Linked DNA regions of Mus musculus: region 1 is linked to region 2. Evidence: chromatin contacts called from public HiChIP or PLAC-seq data. All regions are on one chromosome and are shown on one strand. Each heading gives the region's core, a stretch centred on a gene start, on an enhancer-like site or on the middle of the called end of the contact. The rest is flanking DNA. Distances are from core to core; before and after follow the strand shown. Region 1 has its middle 43 kb from the start of Lacc1. Region 2 overlaps Nufip1 (nuclear fragile X mental retardation protein interacting protein 1).

Evidence for each region. HiChIP or PLAC-seq counts read pairs in DNA pulled down with a chosen protein or histone mark.
Region 1: a contact with region 2 is called in an H3K27ac HiChIP or PLAC-seq map of embryonic stem cells, with 5 times the contacts expected there. The contact joins two enhancer-like sites. A contact is called at or near these places in 1 of 39 promoter capture datasets (second pharyngeal arch cranial neural crest), 12 of 484 Hi-C or Micro-C datasets (the STO cell line, astrocytes, cardiomyocytes and 6 more), 2 of 115 datasets of contacts at active chromatin or transcription factors (both in embryonic stem cells) and 1 of 9 other capture datasets (embryonic stem cells).

The regions. Positions count from the first base shown.
Region 1 is chr14:76,990,333-76,996,771 of GRCm38.p6, forward strand. No RefSeq gene overlaps it. Among named protein-coding and RNA genes, the nearest start is that of Lacc1, 43 kb to the right of the region's middle. Within about 2 kb of position 1,524, at least 12 of the 459 cell types and tissues checked have an H3K27ac peak or open chromatin away from gene starts, as enhancers often do. A contact at or near this core is called in embryonic stem cells, where this site is marked.
Region 2 is chr14:76,136,118-76,141,932 of GRCm38.p6, forward strand. It overlaps Nufip1 (nuclear fragile X mental retardation protein interacting protein 1), which reads left to right. Exons shown (of 10, transcript NM_013745.5): 10 at 1-1,262. Among named protein-coding and RNA genes, the nearest start is that of n-TEttc6, 14 kb to the right of the region's middle. Within about 2 kb of position 2,539, at least 4 of the 459 cell types and tissues checked have an H3K27ac peak or open chromatin away from gene starts, as enhancers often do. A contact at or near this core is called in embryonic stem cells, where this site is marked.

The sequences.
Region 1 (6,439 bases), core at 274-2,773, 850 kb after region 2:
TGACCCCCATCAATTCTGAGACTGAAGGCAAATTTAATTTTCCCAATCTGCTTTTTATACCATTTTAATTACATGCAAGTATTAAGGGTGAGCAGTACAATAAGCAACTAGAAAGACAATAGTCAAGGAACAAGCAAGACAATAAACACAAAGCCCCGTGATCACTCCGGCTGTTTCTAAGGATGATCAAGATATCTGAGCCTACTTCTTTGTTCTACCCTAAAACCAGATTCTTACTTCCTTGTCCTTGGCCAATGTCAGGTCCCTGCCTGAACTTACTCTTTTGTCATGCTCTAATGTCAAATTCCTTCCTGAGCTTACTTCCTTGTCATGGTCTCTTCTCCTCTCTCTCTCTCTCTCTCTCTCTCTCTCTCTCTCTCTCTCTTTCTTTCTTCCTTCCATTTTGCTTTTTCCTGTGCCTCCCCTTCCTATGAGATAGCATTGGCTGCTTGGTCACCAGTAAACCTTTCTTTCAACCAACCCACAGAGCAGTTTACTTTTGTGGTTTCACTGTGTCTTTGCTTACAAAAAGGAATGTGCCCATTCTCAGACATGACCTTTCTCTCTACCCTGGGCAGAAGCACTGTTAAGCTACTTTCTAGGTCTACAGATATATCTACTCTAAGTGCTTTGTAGAACTTGGATCAGATAACATGTGACATTTGGGCACATGTAAAGGTGTTAATGAACATGCTCTGTTATACAATAAAAATTAAATGAATTTAGGGTCACCTGAGTTCTTGAACTTACATATTTACTACTAGCTTTATGGCTTTGGGAAGTCATTTTATTTCTGTGTCTCTTTGTTTGTTTGGAAAATGAGATTAGCAGTTATCCTCTTAAAAGATAATAGTGAGAAATTAGATGATATGGCAAGTTCCTGGACAAGGTTTTGTTCAGTAAATATCGGTTGGTATCTGCATCCCTACATGCCCATAGCAGCATATGTAATTAATGGATGATTGATAAAAATGGTAATGTCATTCCTTTAGAATACCAATGGACTCTCAGTGACCCAAGGGAAAGGCAGTATCTATACTGGAAGATCTTCCTTTGCCTTTTGTCTCCCAGCCATTGTTCTCCTTCAACGTAGAGACAACACAACCCACAACAAAAGAACCTGAGATCAGAGGGAAAGCTTTTGGGGTCTGGTTCTGATGCTCACATACTGAAAGTTCTTAGAAAATTCAGGTTATTTCTCTCAACCTCTTGCATTCATTTTCAAAGACTTTTAATCTAATTGTTGTTGGGTTTTTTTTTTCATACTGTAGGACAAAGGAAGCTGGAATTATATACCTGAACAATGTGTGAACTATCTTTCAGAGATGAGCAATAGCATGGGACTCCTACATAGGAAGAAAGAGAAAAGGAAAGGACAAAACAAAGGATCTCATGCAAGGGAAAGAAAAGTTCAACCACCATTCATCAATGAAATTAAATCCAGAGATGTCCAAACAAAGCAGGAACTTTCACCATAAAAATAATAAGGCTGACTCACAGAAAAGAAATCCATTAGCATGCTAATCCAATTCCTCAAAATAAAGAGAAGGAAGACATTATGATAAGTTTAGTTGACTCATACTTACAATGCAGGGTGCAATGATTGAATCAACAGCTTGAAGGAAATTTGATAGAATACTCCAAAGTAGGAAACCTGCAAAACAATTCAGTCTTTATGGGAGAGACATGGCTGAGTCTTGAAAAAAAAAAAAAAAAAAAAAAAAGGATGCAACTTCTTTTTTTTTTTTTTAAAGATTTATTTATTTATTATATGTGAATACACTGTAGCTGTCTTCAGACACTCCAGAAGAAGGTGTCAGATCTTGTTAGGATGGTTGTGAGCCACCATGTGGTTGCTGAGATTTGAACTCAGGACCTTTGGAAGAGCAGTTGGTGCTCTTAAGCGCTAAGCCACCTCTCCAGCCCAGGATGCAACTTCTAAGAGAAGGTAGTGTAAGTTACACAAGTTTTCTGTAGATCCCAATTAAAAAAAAAAAAAACTACAATCCTACAAACTTTCAGAATAGTTAAGAGAATAGATATTAGTTGGAATTGGCTATTTAAGTAGTTTAGCTTTAACAAGGTAAAGAAAAGAATAGAAATAATCTTGGAAACTCTCCACATTTTGCCTTGTTGGTTTTTGATTTTTTTTTTTTAAATAAAGAAGCTAGGCAAATTACCTATCTTCTAGTCAGAAGCAATTATGTGAAGTTCAGATGGAGAAATATAAAGCTGGTGTCATGGAAATATTCAAATTGATAAATTCCAGCCTTTTTAAACAGGCTGAGGAGTTTTTCAAAAATAGCCATGAGGTAGGATCCATTATTAGCATAGAAGTAGGCTGAACATTCTCCTCTGAAATTACTCTGGCTCTTTATCTGTATCAAGTGATTTATGTCATGATAAAAAAGAAATCTTTGATCCAAAGGAACAAGGCCAATAACATTTTCCATTTATTTATCTCTTTCAAAGAATATATAGAACAGTAAAACATATACACATGCATGTATACATATAGATGCATTTATTTACATGCATAGCTAATGGATGCATAGTTTTCTTTCAACTAGGTATTAGGGATTTGCAGGCAATCAGAGGGCAAGGAATGTCGCAAAGATCACAGCACAGAACGGACCCAGCGCAGGAGATTTATTGGGGTGGGTGGTGGAGAGAATGAATGGCTGCCTCAGACTGAGGATGGACAAGAAGAGGGCAAGCTGTGCAGCATGGGTTTCATAAAGGGTATGCACCCCACAAGGACAGTGGAAATGCGTGGTGTTGGTGGCTGGTGATGATGTGACTGCTGGCTGAGCTGCAGAAGGCAGGCTGGTTCTGGAGTGTGGGCAGTCTTCAGTTAACAAACACTAGAAGCTTTTTCTTTATAGCCAAGGTTATCCCGGAACTCACTATGTAGCCCAAGATGGCCTTGAATTTAAAGCCATCTTCCTGCCGCAGCCTTGCGGTGCTTAGGATTATAGATACATGCCACCATACTGAGCTTGAAGTGTTTCAATTCTTGCTAGACCTGGTACCATACATCTATGGCCTACTTATGTACTTACGGAGATGCTATTCTAAAATATTCTATTGCCTTGCCTCCTACTGTAAAAATGATGGCATTCTCAGAAGCCAGGCAAACCTGAGACTCCATTTCTGATTTTCATAGGATTCAACTATCCCACTCCTGAATAAATATCCAAAGGGTGTAACTGACACCCCCGCCCCCGTGTTTACTGCAGCACTACTCCAAATAGCCAAGATTGGTAATCAACACAGGTATATCCACCAGCATATATTAAGAGACTTATGTACAACTGGATCTTATTCAGTTACAAAAAAGAAGGAAATTGTGTCATTTGCAACAAAATGGATCAAACCAAAAGACTTTATACTTAATGACATAAACCAGGCACAGAAAGACAAATACTATATATCTTGAATGATAGAATATTAGGCTTCAAGAAGAGTAGACAGTGGTTACTAGAGCCTAGGAAAGGGAGCAGAAATAAAGAAGGTTAGATACCGGACACAAGCAGTTAGATGGGAAGAATAATTCACAGTGTTTTAAAGTGCCAGGAGGCAAGTTTGTTTTACACTGTGCCCAACCTAAAGCCCGCGGACTGCATTGGCTTCAGGGTAACTATGAATGTGATTCACCATGAAAACTTACTCGAAACCTTATGAGAAGTTGCTTTTTTGTTTTTTCATTTTTCTTCTTTTGTAATTTTATTTAATGGTTTTCAGTCATGAACTTTATAGATGACATCATTTGTGACACAACATCAAAAGGCTAGACATCCCTTCAATCTATTATATGTTCTATGAAGAACTAGAAAAGACAAATTCAAACGCTTCAGGAAATGATAAAAGGGGAGAAGTAGTCACCACTTTTATTTGATCATTATACATTCTACACATACCTGCAATAGCAAACTACAATCCATAAATATGTTTGACCATATGTCAGTATTAAGAACCCAGGTCTGGTGGTGCATGCCTGCGATCCCAGCACTTCAGAGGCAAAGGCAGGAGGATTATCTCCTCCTTGAGGCCAACCTGGGCTACATATCAAGTTCTGGATAGGCCAGGGCTACAAAGCAAGACCTTGCTTCAAAAATACATAAGTAAATAGTTAAAAACAAAATAAAAATTAAAAGTAGTAAGAAGACAACATTCTCCAAAGATATTCATCTCCTATAGATTATGTAAATCACTCTCTGAGCCATTATGGAAGCAGAACTTGAGCCATGCACATTTTTTCCTAGTTTTATTCTATCAGCGATCTACTGAAATGTTTGTAACAGCTTTTACAGTGAAAGCAACTGGGAAATAAGGTCCAACCCAGCTCCAATGCTCAGGTTCAAGGAAGGCAAACAATGTTCAGAGTCTAGCCTGGTCTTCTGGAATTCACTACACCAAGGCAGACAGCCAGTACTGAGCCAACTTGGGCATGGTCCTTCTGGGGAGAGGGAAAGAAAAAGTGACTTGATACTGGCATGCAGTAGTCTTACCCTAACTGTATGTGGAAAGGGCCAAAATCCGGACTCCAAGCAAGCAACATGAAACTCATTGTGAAAACCAAGTGCACAAACATTCTTTAATAGAAAATGATGGCACAGGAAGACAGTTATTGACTGCTATTCATCAAGACTGAGCCCTTTCCAATACTCATAATTATCCAGGTTCTCACCCCAGCCTTAAACACATTCACTAAATCTCTCTAACAGGCCACATAAAATTAATCCCTAGTTCTTGGATTTGTTTTGTCGTCCTTAGTGTTCCCCTAAGAGTATGTTGTTGTTTTGGTTTTTTTACTATTGTTTTGTTTTGTTTTCCAAATAGTCAAAAATCTGCTGCCCAGGATAGCAATCATTAGATGCCTGACCTAACTCTGGCTTCCCCAGTGACTTGTCACTTGATTTAATCAATCCTGTGTTTCTCGTTGCTCTTTCTCTTTCCAGTTTTTGTTTCTTCTTGGAGGAGTGATAGTATAAAATCTTTGATTTACCATAACAGTTATGGCATGTATTCAAGCTCATAGCTAACTCTTCTAAACAAATATGAAGAACTGTTTCACATTGACACTGGTATAATACAGTCATAAAATAGTTCAATAAAAGGTTACAGTAATAGTTTCACAGTATCTAACAGGGTTGAAAGTCATATTTATGCATATGCTTTTTTAAAAACTGGCTATAACTTGTCTGATTTCTCAGGAACAGAGGACCCAGTGACTTTTCGATTCTTTATTATCAAAATAGTTTACATTAACATAAAACACAATGAGAAAGCCTATGAGTCTCATACTTCAAAATTGGTTAAAAATATCTGGTAGTATCTAATATCTCTATTAGCCTATATATGTAAATCTCAGCCAGTACTTTTGATAAAGAGTAGTTTAATAAGCAGCATCTGTAGGAAAAAAAAAAAAAACAGAACTACATTTTTGAGGCAAGCGTAACTCATTCTGCAGCCCTTATCACGGGCCCCAGTTCATTAGCATTAAGGATAAGAGTTCTCAGCATCAAATGAGCCGTTGGGCTGGATCACCTCTCTGCTCACCGTCTGGGCAAAGTATATGGACCAACAGGAGAGTTGTATGATATTTTCATTCTCACCATCAAAGAGAATCGATTTTAGTTTTTGTCTTTTGTACTAAAAGTGGGCAAATTATTTGGTCACCCTGAGACTTGGCTACTTAAATTATAAAACGGTAACTATGATACTAAGAGTTATAAATGCTTTGGTGTCATTCACATCAAATTTTAATTGGTTTATAGCCATAATGGTCCCGTGTCTGATTTTTTTGAGGGTAGTGCCTGTGTGTGATTGATTTCTGTGTCTTTGGTACCTAAAACAGCCCCTATAAAACAGAGCACTGTAGAAATGTTTGCTAAGCTGTATTGAACAGGCTGCTCACATCATGGCAGCTCTTCGACACGGAACTCATAATACTTTTGCCAAGTCAAAAGTACCAGTCTTAAGTTCACATTATTGTTCACTCTCTGCGCACCCTCAATGGGAAATTTCCTTCTTCCATGAATTTAGATTTTCCTATGAGTCTTAACTTGCTTAATGGAATGTTAATGGCCATGAACAGATGTGTTAGCTGGCCTTGCATAATTAGGCTTGCTTTCCTGAACCCTGTCTTTCACCCTGAGAAGAGTATGCCATAGGTAGCCACTAGTCCAAGGGAAATGAGATGCAGTAGCTGCTGACCTCTCCTTGAAGGCCATCTAGGTCAGCCAACTCTGAAGTGAGTGGTGTGTGCCAACTAAGAATGCTGATTATCCTGCACTACTTCTTTTGAGTGGTGAGCTAGAGACTGCTACTATACTTCAGTTCGTTGATTAATACAGAGAGTGCTTTGTCAGAGCATGTGCGTCATTTGTTATGGAATGAGTTGTAAATATAGGCTATACTGTCACAATCACCAGCC
Region 2 (5,815 bases), core at 1,289-3,788:
TGAGGTGCCATTTGTAGTGTGATGGTAGGCGCAGTGCGGAGTGTGTGCTCAGGCTTAAAGCCACAGCGAAGTCACAGGACACAGCCCCAGCGTGTGCAGCCAGAATCACTTTAGATTCATTGCACATTGGATTTTGAATTGACTTGTGGTCATTGTGCATTTCTGCCTTTTACTGTTGCCACGCAGTTGCACACATCCACAGTTGAAGAAGCTGGCTGTGTAGCATTTGCTGGGAATACCTTATTTATTTATTTATTTATTTATTTATTTATTTATTTTCCATATTGCTGTCATGTAAGGAAGGAAGACTGTGGTTGAGTTAATTAAGAGTTGAAGATACTGGGTAATAGGGAAAGCTTTTTAAAATGCTTGATTTAGCCAGATATATATAAGGGAGATATATTTTGTTTCAATTCAAGAGTTATTTAACAGTGACCAAGGGTAGTATTTTAAAGAGGCTCAGTGGGTAGAGCACTTTACACACAAGCCTGACACCGAGTTCTGTCTCAAAAACCCTACATAAAAATGGAGAGAGCCAACTCCACAGAGTTGTACCCTTGACCTCCATGACTGCTCTGTCTGTCTGTCTCTGTCTCTCACACACACAAACATACATATGTGCACGCACACACATGTGTACACACTCATTATACACAAATACATATATACACACATGTATACAACACAACACATGTATGCAAACCTATGATGATTGTGATGGTTTGTATATGCTTGGCCCAGGGAATGGCACTGTTAGGAGGTATAGCCCTGTTAGAGTAGGTGTGTCGCTGTGGGCTGGGCTTTAGACACTAGCTGCCTGGAAGGGAGTCTTCTCTTAGAGGCCTACAGATGAAGATGTAGAGCTTTCAGCAATTCCTGCAGCATGCCTGCCTGGATGCTGCCATGCTCCCACCTTTATTGTTGGGAGCGACCCTGTTTGTTAACTGCCTCGTCAGCCGTAAGTGCTTACTCACAAAGCTTTGGCCTTAGTGGACGAGTACTAGCTTAGAGATTAATATGAGATTTCTGTGGGAAGAAGTTGAGGCCTCTGTGGGAAAGTACTACCCCCAGTTAAGAACAGGTACCTAGCAACCCATTCTGTTCTGTTTCCCCTGCTGACTTTTTACCAATATCCTGCTTTTGGGAACAGGTGTGTTTCCCCCAGAAACAAAGCGATTCTGCATCACCCCCCTCCCCATATCCTGCTTCTGTGGGCATAAAACCTGCCTGGGAATAATAAAAATTTGACAGCTTGATCAATCAGACTTGCTGTCCGTCCTTGTGTTTCTCGCCTCTCATTCTCTCCACAGGTGGTTCATCAGACCCTGTTAGACTGTCCCACGGGCCAGGACACTTTATGATACTGGACTGAACTTCTGAACCTGTAAGCCAGCCCCAATTAAATGTTGTCCTTATAAGAGTTGCCTTGGTCATGGTGTCTGTTCACAGCTGTAAAACCTGAACTAAGACAATGATAAATAAAAACTCAAAAATAAACATCAAATTAATCAGGAAGATTCAGCTTCTGCTATGACACTTTATCATACTGACTTCCTCAGTCCTGCCTGCCCCCCAAACAGTCCCCTGTTTTCATGTCATATGTCCCTCCCTCCCAAACCCCCCCCCCAACTGACGAGTTATTGAGACCTTGTCTCCTGTGATGCCATGGGATCAGGTTTTCCACCATTATATTAGCATTCCACTTTAAAATTATTATTTTATTTCATGTACGTGGATTCTACCTGCATCTATGTCTATGCACCATGTGTGTGCCTAGTGTCTGGAGATCAGACAAGGCCCTCAGGTATCCTGAGATGAGTTTCAGAGAGATGGGAGCTGCCATGTGGGTACTGGGAGTTGACCCCATATCCTCTAGAAGAGCAGCCGGTGCTCTTAACCACTGAGCCACCTCTCTAGTCCCACTTCTACCTTTTGACAGGTAGAGAGGCTAGGATTCTGAAAAACCAGTCTGTTACTGTAGTTGAAAAATCAATTTTATCTGATATTAGATTATTGAAGTTTGTAGATCTTATTTGCAAGACAAAAGGGGAAACTGCTTTGTGTTAGCCCTGGCCTCTCCAGGACCCTAGAATGCCCGGCATCACTGATCACAGATAAAGATTCAGGATCGGGCTGGTGAGATGGCTCAGTGGGTAAGAGCACCCGACTGCTCTTCCGAAGGTCAAGAGTTTAAATCCCAGCAACCACATGGTGGCTCACAACCATCCGTAAAGAGATCTGACTCCCTCTTCTGGAGTGTCTGAAGACAGCTACAGTGTACTTACATATAAATAAATCTTAAAAAAAAAAAAAAAAAGATTCAGGATCAGTCAATTCCCAGACCAGTTGTACTGGTTCATCCCATTTTCCCAGTTAACTTTACCTTACTTGGGAAAGCTACTGTGCCCCGTCATTCTGTGCTCTTGTCATTCTGTTGTGTGCTTAGCTGTGGGGTACAAGTTGTTTGTGGTATAGGTGGAAAATTGAGTAGGTCTTCCTTGAGTTTTAGAAACTGCTTGCTTACCCTTTGTAAGTTCCCTGCTGTGATTCTCAATGCAGTTCATCTAGGAAGAAGGGCCTCAACAGCCTAGCTGATCTGTAACGTACAGTGAGTCAGCGGTTCACAATAGCACAAGAATTCCACGAGCTTAGAGTTTATAAGTGGATCACAGATGCCTGCATGAAATACTACATTTCAGTATTTCAGAGAATAATAACAATTAACAAGTATATCTGGATATGAATCATTTTACTTTCACCATTTATTTCTTTTTCTATCTTTTTCTTTGAAACAGGGTCTTACTGTGTAGCCATGGCTAGCCTATAACTCACAGAAATGGACCTGTCTCTGCCTCCCAAGTGCTGCAATAAAAGGTGTGTGTGTGCCACCTCAGCAGCTCATTTGCGTGGTGTTGTAATAGATGTATTTAAGACTAAAACCGCACTTCTGAGTTCTGACTTGGCTGCATCCGACAGGCTTTTGATCTAGAATCTGTTGTCTTTCCAGTGAGGATTACAGACTGGTTGTCGTGTGTGTGTGTGTGTGTGTGTGTGTGTGTGTGTGTGTGTGTGTGTGTGATCATAAGCACTTGGAGGATAGAGGAGGGTCGAGGCTGCAGCTAGCCTGCTAGCCAGTAATCCCAGATCCTCCTGTGTGTTCCAGTGCTGCACTGGTGTTAACAGGCCTGAGTGTGGCCACGCCCAGCTTGTTATATACTTCGTGGGAATTTGAACTTGGGTCTTAACGCTTGTATAGAAAGCATTAAGGATGGGTCAGAGGATCCATCTCCCTGCCCAGTTTATTTTATTTTATTTTATTTTATTTTATTTTATTTTATTTGGTTTTCTTCTAGACAGGGTCTCTGTATAGCTCTGGCTGTCTGGCTGTCCTGGAACTCACTCTGTAGACCAGACTGGCCTCGAACTCAGAAATCCGCCTGCCTTTGCCTCCCAAGTGCTGGGATTAAAGAAGGCGTGCACCACCACTGCCCAGCTTTTTTTTTTTTTTTTTAAGATACATATATTTTATTCATATGAGTACACTGTAGCTGTCAGACACATCAGAAGAGGACATCAGATCCCCATTACAGATGGTTGTGAGCCACCATGTGGTTGCTGGGAATTGAACTCAGGACCTCTAGAAGAGCTGTTAGTGCTCTTAACCACTGAGCCATCTCTCCAGCCCCTATCTTTATTTTTAACAATAACTTTGTTTGACATTTACAAATGAGTAGAATATATCATGTATATTTTTCTTGTGGAATAAATGTTAAATATTTGTAAATATTTGAGCTTTGCCAGTTTGGGGATACAAGGGTTTGGGTATTTTGCTCGCTAATTACTCAGACCTGTTATTTCTATGGTTTTGCTCATTGATTTCTGAGAGCACTGTATGACTTGGCAAATTGTACCTTTTATAATTGAAATACTCTTGTCACTAGTATCTTTGATATTTTTAACCCTTTTTTCCAATTAATGTAATAAAAGTTCTATTTATTTATTTTTTTGTTTGTTTGTTTGTTTGTTTTTCGAGACAGGGTTTCTCTGTGTAGCCCTGGCTGTCCTGGAGCTCACTTTGTAGACCAGGCTGGCCTTGAACTCAGAAATCCGCCTGCCTCTGCCTGAGTGCTGGGATTAAAGGCGTACGCCACCACACCCGGCTTTTATTTATTTATTTATTTACTTACTTACTTAATTACTTACTTATTTTAAGTGTATGTGAGTATATGCCACTTGTGTGGAGGACAGAAGCTGTCAGGTCCTTGGAGTTACGGGAAGTTGGTGCTGGGACTGGAACTTGGGTCCTTGGGAAATGCTCTGAGCTGCTGAGCCATTACTCCTGCCTTGGAACAGCCTGAGGAATTTCATCTGCTAGCATTAATTGAAATTCTTGAAATGTTCAAATTATCTCCTATCACATTGTTCTGTATTTTCTATGTATCATGCTTTTCTCTTTGTTTTCTCCTTTGTTTTTCAAACCTACTTCAGTCCCTAGGGCTGCTCTCAGCACCCAGATGTTTACAGGCAGCACATTCTGCCAGTGCTTGGCAGATGTAACAGCCAGGTTAGATCCATGTAGATTTTTTCACGTGGCTGTCAGCCACAGAGAACATCTGGAGGTCAGTGGTGGACACGTGTCCGTGTGTGCCCATGTGTGAGCCTAGGGTTGTGAGAGCTACCTCATTTCAGACACCCAAAGGGTTATCCGTGCTTCCTGACCAGTTTCTCCAGCACATTCTGTCCACAGAGAAATCCACAGCCTTGACCTTGGCACTTGGTGGCCCCCCAGGACACATGGGAGAACTTGGCTGTGGACTTAAGGCTTCTCGTGCACTGGAAGCCCTTGTCCTTTTCAAAGCTACAATTTGTGTAGCTCTGCAGCTCCGTCTCCCAAGCCCTGGCCCCTGCTCTATATCCTGGGAGTGTTTCCTGCAGGCCTCATGCGAGGCTTTACTCACGCCACAGTAGCCGGAAAGAGCTTGTTTGGATTCCAGCATCTTAGATTGGTTGAGTCCTGCTTTTTCTATTTGTTTGTTTGTTTAGTTGGTTTGTTGGTTGGTTTTTTGAGACAGCGTTTCTCTGTGAGTATCCCTGGCTGTCCTAGATTCAATCTGTAGACCAGGCTAACTTTGAACTCACAAGCAATCTAGCTGCGTCTCATCTGCTTCCCAAGTGCTCGGACTAACAGCACGTGTTTCCAGGCCAGGTGCTTTTTTCTTATTTTTATTGGTGATCTGGACAAGTTTTATTGTGCCTTTTTTCCCCCGCCTTTTGTTTTTTTTTGTTTTTTTTTTGACAAGAGTCTCTTGCGGTCCTGGCTGGCATCAAACTCAGTATGTGGCTGAGGCTCGTTCTCTGTTTCTGATCCTCCTGCATCCGCCTTCCAAGTGCTGGGAACACAGTCTGCACTTACTCAGTTCAACACTCTAGGTATCTTTTCTTAGTGTCAGCTGAGTTGCCACATATATGCATCTACCCACCTCAGCTTGTCATTTCCCTCTCCTGACCTCCTCTGATATTATTCCTGAGATTTTAGCTTCAGGTTAAGCTGTTACTTTGTTAAGACAAAGTTTCTCTAAGTATCCCTGGCTGTCCCAGCACTCCAAAGGCCAGGCTGGCCTTGAAACTCAAGAGAGATCTGCCTGCCTCTGCCTTCTGAGTTATGGGACTAAGAGTCCCATAATCAGGCCCTGCAATTTCTTACCTTTTGTGTGTTATAATTTGTATATTTATTATATATATAACAAATATATATAATATTTATTTTAATATTTTCTATTGGCCTTTTTTCTTTAGTTTTTTTTTCTCCTCTTTC